Regions from separate parts of the Oryzias latipes genome. Here region 1 is linked to region 2. Evidence: chromatin contacts called from public Hi-C data. All regions are on one chromosome and are shown on one strand. Each heading gives the region's core, a stretch centred on a gene start, on an enhancer-like site or on the middle of the called end of the contact. The rest is flanking DNA. Distances are from core to core; before and after follow the strand shown. Region 1 overlaps LOC101167700 (inositol 1,4,5-trisphosphate receptor type 1). Region 2 holds the start of tomm34 (mitochondrial import receptor subunit TOM34).

Region 1 (3,891 bases), core at 263-2,762, 56 kb after region 2:
ATTGCCTAACAAAGTGTTCTTAGATTCGATACAAATTAATCATTTTACAGCTAATTCACAACCACTACATCAAAAGGCGTCTCTCAAGAGGTGGAACTCCATAAAAAGGGTTTTAACCAACTACTACAAAGAAGCTACAAGCCTTTTTAGTTAGAAAATCAAATCCTGTAAATATGCTCAAGCATAATTTCTGCTGATCATAAAAAATAAATCAGCAGCTGATCTAATGTTTGGGCTCTGTGCAAACATTTTAAGATTGTAATTTGAAAAAGTTTTAATAATCTAAAGACAGAATAAACGAGTTTGCTGGTATTGGTGACAAAGAATCTTCTAACATATTAATATATTATACAATTCCACTGCAAACTATTTGATATTTCCAAAGATTTTAGTTTGTTTTTCAAAACGTCTACAAATGTGACCAGGTTTTAGGTTGTTTCAACTTCTCTTTGCTCGACACCTTTCCAAACTTTTCTCAAAATCAGCACAGCCAAAAATGTTTGTCCCAAAAAGAGCTAAAATCTAGAGATACGGACAATATTATTTCAATCAAAACCATTGTCCCTGCATACTCTTGACGAAAGAAAAACATGATTTAAGACTCAAAAAACTAAAATAACTCAATTAAATAAATATCCTTAAGATATTTAAATGCATTTATGAAGCAGAATTACTATTTTATGCGGATTTATAACGATGGTCCAACTCTAGTAAGATGGTATTCTCATTTTGTTCATATTTCGCTCTAAAATGAGTCGTTTCCGTGTATTAGACTAGGTTTTTGTCACTGTAATCAAAATAAACTAGAATTAGGTACATGCAAATTCAAAAAATACAAACTATTTGCTTAGAAATAGCAAAAATACTTATTATTGGGCTGTTTAACATTTAATTTGAAGTAATTCTATCTAACAGAAAGCCTTTTTGGCCTATTTTTCTCTTTTGAATGTGTGAAACTCCTTGTTTCTAGATTACAATATCCTATAATAAGATTTCTTGTAAACTAAAAATTTGTTGCTGCATAGACAGATTATTTTACTACTTTCTAGAGTTTTTTATGATCTCTTTTTGCAGTTATATAATTGGTCGAAGCAGCATCATTTGCCTTTAGTGTAAAAAGTCATTTCTGGTGCAACAGTTCAGGTTGAAACCATGCATCACTGCTGTGAATGGTTTCATGTGTTCGCACACAATATCAGTATCAGACAAAGACAAAGGAATTTACCAGAATGCAACTTTTTTCTTACACCATTTATATATTTTTATATTTATATATAAAAATGACTTTGGTGAGTTTGGGTGACTTTGCTTTCAATATATTTATATATTTTAGCACCAGGCTGCACAGGTACGAACTGTGCGGCGTGTACAGTGCTCCTTGAGCAAAGATCAGACTAAAAAAAGAAAAGCTGCGGTTCCACATTATTCTTATGTAAAAGGACACAATGGACGGGACATGAGCGGGGAGGGGAAGCAAGGGTGATTGGGTTAGAGTTACATAATCACTCCAAAAGAAATCAGGCCACTAAACCAGTGACACAGAGCTGATTAGAGCTGCCATCTGTTACTAGAAGCCCACAGAGCTGCAGAAAAACAGGAAAGGTGAGCAAGAGGGAACACATTTTATTCCTTAAATACTGTATATACATATATGAGGATATATGTGTGTTTGTATCTATTTTTCAATAGTTTGCTTTTTTAATTTTGACTACATAACTTTCCTACCATTTACCGAATGGCATATACTTTTATAACACTTTACTAGATTACTTGAAGACCCAGCCATGACAGACACACAAACATTCACACAATGATGCAAAACACTAGAGCCAATAAAGGACAGTTATAGTAAAAGTTTTATGTCCACTCAAACAAGATCCACAGAAAGGTCTGACTTTAAATGAATGAAAAGGCAACAGAAATCAATATTATTTGCATGATCAGATATACCAGTCACTAAGTGCAGACAGGTAAGGCGCTAAGGAAGAAAATGACAACTTCTGAGATGTTATCTTTGGTAAATCCTACAAAGAATTTGCCCAAATGTTGGGTTTGGTTTCTTGGTGTTTCACTTCTACAGGTTTCATTGGACAACTTAGGTCTATTAATGATTGTCAGGTTTCATTTGGATTTGGGACAAAATATGAACATAAATAACTCTCTCAGCATTTAATTTACAACTCAATGACACTTATTTTATAAGTTTATCCACATTTGAACCAATATTTCATGGCCTAAATGTGTCAAAAGCCAAAAAACATGAAAACAATACGTCAGATTTAGCAGCAATGGGCTACTGTGTTGCATACACAAAACACCTGAGCCAAACTGCGTCTTTTGGATATACCGAATTTCAGTACACATGAGCACAAAAGCATTTTTATTGACCTGGGTATAAAGCCCAGGATATGGATTTACGCGCTTTTTAACCTAATTACACATTTCCTACAGAAGTAAGTTGTTCTATTTGTATCAACTTTTAAATTCCACAAAACTTAAAACACCGCTAGAAAAAAAGCTAAAAAAACATCCTACTAAAGAACAATGCATTATCTTGCATGAGAAAGATCATGTTTTCACAATTCTGGGCAGGAGTTGTTGCTGGCTGAAACACATTTAGAGAGTATTTTTTCCAGAACGTTCTATTTTTCTGGTATGTGGCATTTAAGTAAACTTAGTAATTACGTTTTTTCAAGGACGAAGCCCACTTACCCTCACATGTTCTCAAAAACTTTCCATTTCCGCAGCTTTTGAAAAGTTTATAAAAACCTGTCTCACAATGCCTTTCAGAGGTTTTAACCCTGACCTTCAGCAATAGCTATCTGACTTAAGTGAAAGGGGATGTATTGGTCTTATGTTGATCTGTGCTGGTGTGCTTCAAGACCCACGCCAATGAAAATCGGGTTTTTGGTGATTTTAACATGTTCTCGAAGCCTTTTTCAGCCTAGAAGTGCAAATCACTCAACACAAAAACAATGTACCTGTAAAAGGTGTGGGACATCGCTGATTGAATGATGACATTTGTCCATCATTTGAACTGAAAGTTACTTCTTACGAATGAATACTGGATATCATCATCCAATCAGTGACGTCACATACCTTTTCTGTTTCGTATTTCTAACATTTCAGTTTGTTTTCTAGAAATTACTTTTGTTTTCCAAAATTTTTTTCTTTTACACAGTTCTGCAATTTTTTTTTTTTTTGAAAATGTTATGCAGTTTTTTTTTATTATTTGTGTTGCTTTTTTAATTGTTGTTGTCATCTTTAACATGTCTTTGCATTGAATGATCTGTTGATCTGTGATTTGCACTTCAAGGCCACCGTAGTTTTCTCATGATAGGGGGCATTTAAAGAAAATAAAGTTTCAATTTGCATTTCTGAGTACTTCTCCATTCAGATCGTTGTAAATCGGGAGCAGATGAAAAAATGGCATTTGAAATAGCTTGTAGCTGTTAAATACATACTACAATTGGCAGCCATCAAGCTTTCTGTTCTGCTCCATTCAGATGCATCCACTTGCAGACAAACAGATTCTTGTACGTCTTGGTTTTCCTCGTCTGAGCTGGCATCTGGTTTAAAGCTGAACGGCTGGATAGCTCCAATATTGTCCACCATTTTTGTTGCACCAGTAATGTTAGGTTGGGGATATGAGAAGCTGTATGCTAGAGGGAGAGCGTGTAAACATGGATATGATGGGAAATGAAGGCATGCTCACACTGCACCAACGGTCCCGCCACAACTCATTAGTCAATTTCTGATAAACTCCTGCTGCTCTGGAGAACTATGAAAGTAAGATCGTTTTTTTTTTTTTTTGGATAAAAATGGCATAACCATAATTAAAGGATCACTGGGAACGGTTTTATAAATAGGTCAAAAGATTATTGGAGTGGG
Region 2 (3,744 bases), core at 1,124-3,623:
GGAAGTTGGATCAGCATCAGGCTTCACATTTGGTTACTCATAAGCTTGCATTAGAGCTCAGGTTTAACAAGGCTGTAGCCTCTGGGCTGCAGTTGAAGGGGCCCATGAGCATTAGTGAAAAGGTTGTTTTTGCAGCATCTGTTCCTCATTATTAACCCGTTTGTAGTCGGAGAAAAGAGTGAGCAGATAAACTTACTGATAAACCAAAGTAAAAACTTCCTTCATCCTTCACCTGATAATGAAACTGTTCTCTATCCCAGTTTGAACCTGTTCCTGTGTTGGATAAGGGCACACATGGTGGACAGACGGTGTGTTTTTGAGCAGTCCACATCTGCATAGAGGACCCACCTGTCTGCTCAACACAAAACATGTCAGGGCAATCATTGTATTTTATTCTGAAATTTTGGTAGGATGTACTTCAAAAAGTTATTTTATGTTTGGGCTTACGTGAAATCAAGCAGAATTGTTACAAATCACAGAAGCATTTACAATAGAAAGACATTTAATGGAATTTATTTTTAATCAAGTGATTGTTCTCTTCTTATGAACATTTACTGGATTTTAGCCTCTAACTGTCTGTTTTACTCATTTATTAGTAAGTGAGCCCACATGATGCCACAGCTGCTGCTGGAGGGGATTTAAATGTTTTTAACCTTTCACCTGCCTACTCTAGGAGCACTATTTCTTTTTTTACAAGGGGTCTTTTCTTGTAAAAGAAAAAAAAAAAACTTTAGTTTTTTTGGTAATTTGCAGCAGAACCATCGCATTCCTTTTCTAGTTTCCATTTATTAAGATGTTGGGTGAATTTCTTTGGGAAAAAATATTTTTTTTAGCCAGCTGAGGAGCAGAAATCTTGATCTTCTTGTCTGTTTATCTATCTGTTGCAGCTTTTAAGGCCTTCAATTGCAATCCATTTCACTAGTGAATTTGTCAGGTCTAGATCTACTTAGTTTGGCTCTGAAGCTCTGATGATTGTGGTCTGCATGGTGATGGCGCTCTTGCCTCACAACAAGAAGGCCCCTGGTTCAAGTCCCGGCTGGGGGACCTAAAACCAATGGGGTCCCTTTCTGTGTGGAGTTTGCATGTTCTCCCCGTGCATGCGTGGGGTTTCTTCGAGGGGCTCTGGCTTCCTCCCACGGCCCAAAAACATGCTTCATAATTGGCAACTCTAAATTGTGTTTATGTGAGTGTGCATAGGTGTGTGACTGTGCCCCTGCCACAGACTGGCAACCTATTCAGGATGTCCCCTGACTTTGCCCCCAAGGCAGAGATAGGCTCCAGCAGCCCTGTAACCCCGAAAGGGACAAAACAGAAGAAAATGAGTGGATGGATGGATGGATGGATGGATGGATGGATGGATGGATGGATGGATGGATGGATGGATAAATGAATGACTATGGTCTGGCTGCACAGTTTGCAAAACAAGCATCAGGTAAACCAGAGAAGATCCACTGAGCGGACAAAGCTTCATTCCAACAATGTGAGATGGATACGTTACTGGTGCTTTTGTTTATTTTAGATTGCAAAGATTGTCTTTTAAATATTCTAATGTTAAATTATTTTATGTTGTTTTGGTATGGGGGGGGGGGGGGGTGCAGAAAACTTATAGAAAACTCTAAAACAAAGCTTGTCATGAGACCTCAGAGACAACTTTTTCCTGTATGCATATTTATAAGGTAGCAGTAGCTTGTAAACTTCCCAGTACTTCTGCTTCAAATAATAATTGTTTTTCTGTCAAAATTAACGTGAAGTCTGCTAATATAAAAAAAATTCTGGATGATGTGATTGATTGGTAAGGTGCACAACATTACTGATATAAGACTGCCACCTACTGGTGATATGCTTTTATTTTTATCAGAACATTTTTAGAGTTTTTATTTTTCCTCAGGGAAAAACGCAAGTAGAGAAATGCTGCGTTCATGTGGTGTCGGAATGGTTTAAAACAAAAAGACAATACGCTTACTTAAAGTGTGCGTCTGATTTGAGGAACAGCTCACACCGGAGAGCACCGTCATGGTGTGGTAAATGTGACAATACGTGGGCGGGGTGTTCTTAAAAACATTTCGGAGAAAATTGACGCCCAGTCAATTAACTACACGAGCTTACTGTTGACTGAAACTAGTTTTTATAAACATACCGTTTAGTAGTCATTTTTGTTTTCCAATTTTGTTGTTGAATTCATCAATTGACGGCTTTTTCTATTTATGGTATATTTTAGTTTTTTGTTTATAACGATTATGTACGATAATTTATAGAAAACATTTTTTTCTCTGGTTTGATTATGCCCGGAAGAGGAAAGAATTCACTTCCCTTTATAAACCTTCAAAATAAATGCTGCACACCAGAGGCACAGCATTAGCTTGTCCTACAAAAAACTTACAGTAGTTTGAAATTAAGCATTAAAGTGTGTATATTTACCATTTCTTTTACATTTTGTATTTTTAGTACAATCATTTTACAAAAAAATAATAATCCAAACAATAAAATAAAAAAAAAAATCAAGCCACTTTAAAAAAAAAAAAAAAAACGAAACCTGAGCGAAACCGATACTGTATCTCTCCCTCTCAGCGACTCTACACTGACGGAGAATGTACTAGAGCCGGCTAGTGTTTTCCGCACGCGAACGTACCACGAGGACAACAGCTGTGCTTACAGTTGATTCCTTTCCTCTTTTTGGCTAACATAACACTTGTTCCGACGGTTTGAGTTTTGGTACCCAGGAGAAGAGGACTATCGCTGCTGTCGTTACGCAGGTCGCTGGTAAGACGTTAGCGTAACCGCGTTAGCAGCTAAATAAGGAACTTTAGCTAGCATAACCGAGAGAACATGCTAAGCTCGTCCCCCCGCGCGTCCCTTTTAAAGTCTTATCTTCAAAATGTGTCCCTAAGAGAAGCGGACTGGTCTTTGATTAGCAAAAAGGCAGTCTCCAGACTTTACAGTTGGTATCTGGTTCAGTTAAAACATTTGCGACTTCCTTTTTTATTCAGTGTTTTTGTGTGTCTTGGAGTTAAACAATTCTTAAAAACAAACCTAACGACACTGTTGTCATAAAATTCTGACAATAATTAAACCGTATTAGTAAGTTATACTTTAGAGTTCACAACATTCGGGTTGTTGTTTTTTTTGCTCAACATATTTTTACTTGGATTTTCCTCAAAAATTAGTGAAGTCGTTTATTAAATTAGTCATAATACGTTTAAAAATAAACAAGTTATTTAGCCATAGTTTATCCAGGCCTTTTTTTAAACAGTTTTTAGGCATCCCTTAAATTACTATTAATAACATTGTTGCTTCATTTTATACTAAGTAAAATGCATTTTACAAGCAAATAGATTCATGGACAGTTAGATCACTTTGAATTGAACCAATAGCCCCCCCCCCCCCCCCCCCCCAAAAAAAAACCTGTCCCTTGTCAATAGTTAGATAATAAATACCTTCACTTTATTTGCTTTGTTTCAGGTGATTGTTTTTATTGAACATAATTAAATTGGTAAATAGTTGTTTGCCCTCAACATTTGCATTTTATGACTCAAAACCAAATCAATAAAGTTAACTCTGCCGCCAGTTTAACCCATGTTAACTTATTGGTTCCAGGCAACTTCATATTTTCTTACTTTTAGTAGTTAAACATCCATTGAAGCCGTCTCTGATCTGTCTTTGCCTGTTTATGCTCAAAGGGGTTTTAAAGCAAAAAGTGAACTATTCTGAATATCAGGGAGCCCTGTACTCCAATACTTACTGTAG

What was found. Hi-C and Micro-C count contacts between places; a contact is called where the count stands out from the background.
Region 1: a contact with region 2 is called in a Hi-C map of embryo, with 1.7 times the contacts expected there. The contact joins the enhancer-like site here to the promoter of tomm34 in region 2. A contact is called at or near these places in 4 of 5 Hi-C or Micro-C datasets (embryo, fibroblasts and gastrula embryo).

The regions. Positions count from the first base shown.
Region 1 is chr5:26,779,764-26,783,654 of ASM223467v1, forward strand. All of the region lies in intron 38 of LOC101167700 (inositol 1,4,5-trisphosphate receptor type 1), which reads right to left. Among protein-coding and RNA genes, the nearest start is that of LOC110015168, 5.0 kb to the left of the region's middle. Within about 2 kb of position 1,513, at least 2 of the 8 cell types and tissues checked have an H3K27ac peak or open chromatin away from gene starts, as enhancers often do. A contact at or near this core is called in embryo, where this site is marked.
Region 2 is chr5:26,723,145-26,726,888 of ASM223467v1, forward strand. It overlaps tomm34 (mitochondrial import receptor subunit TOM34), which reads left to right and starts at 2,374. Exons shown (of 8, transcript XM_011475425.3): 1 at 2,374-2,760.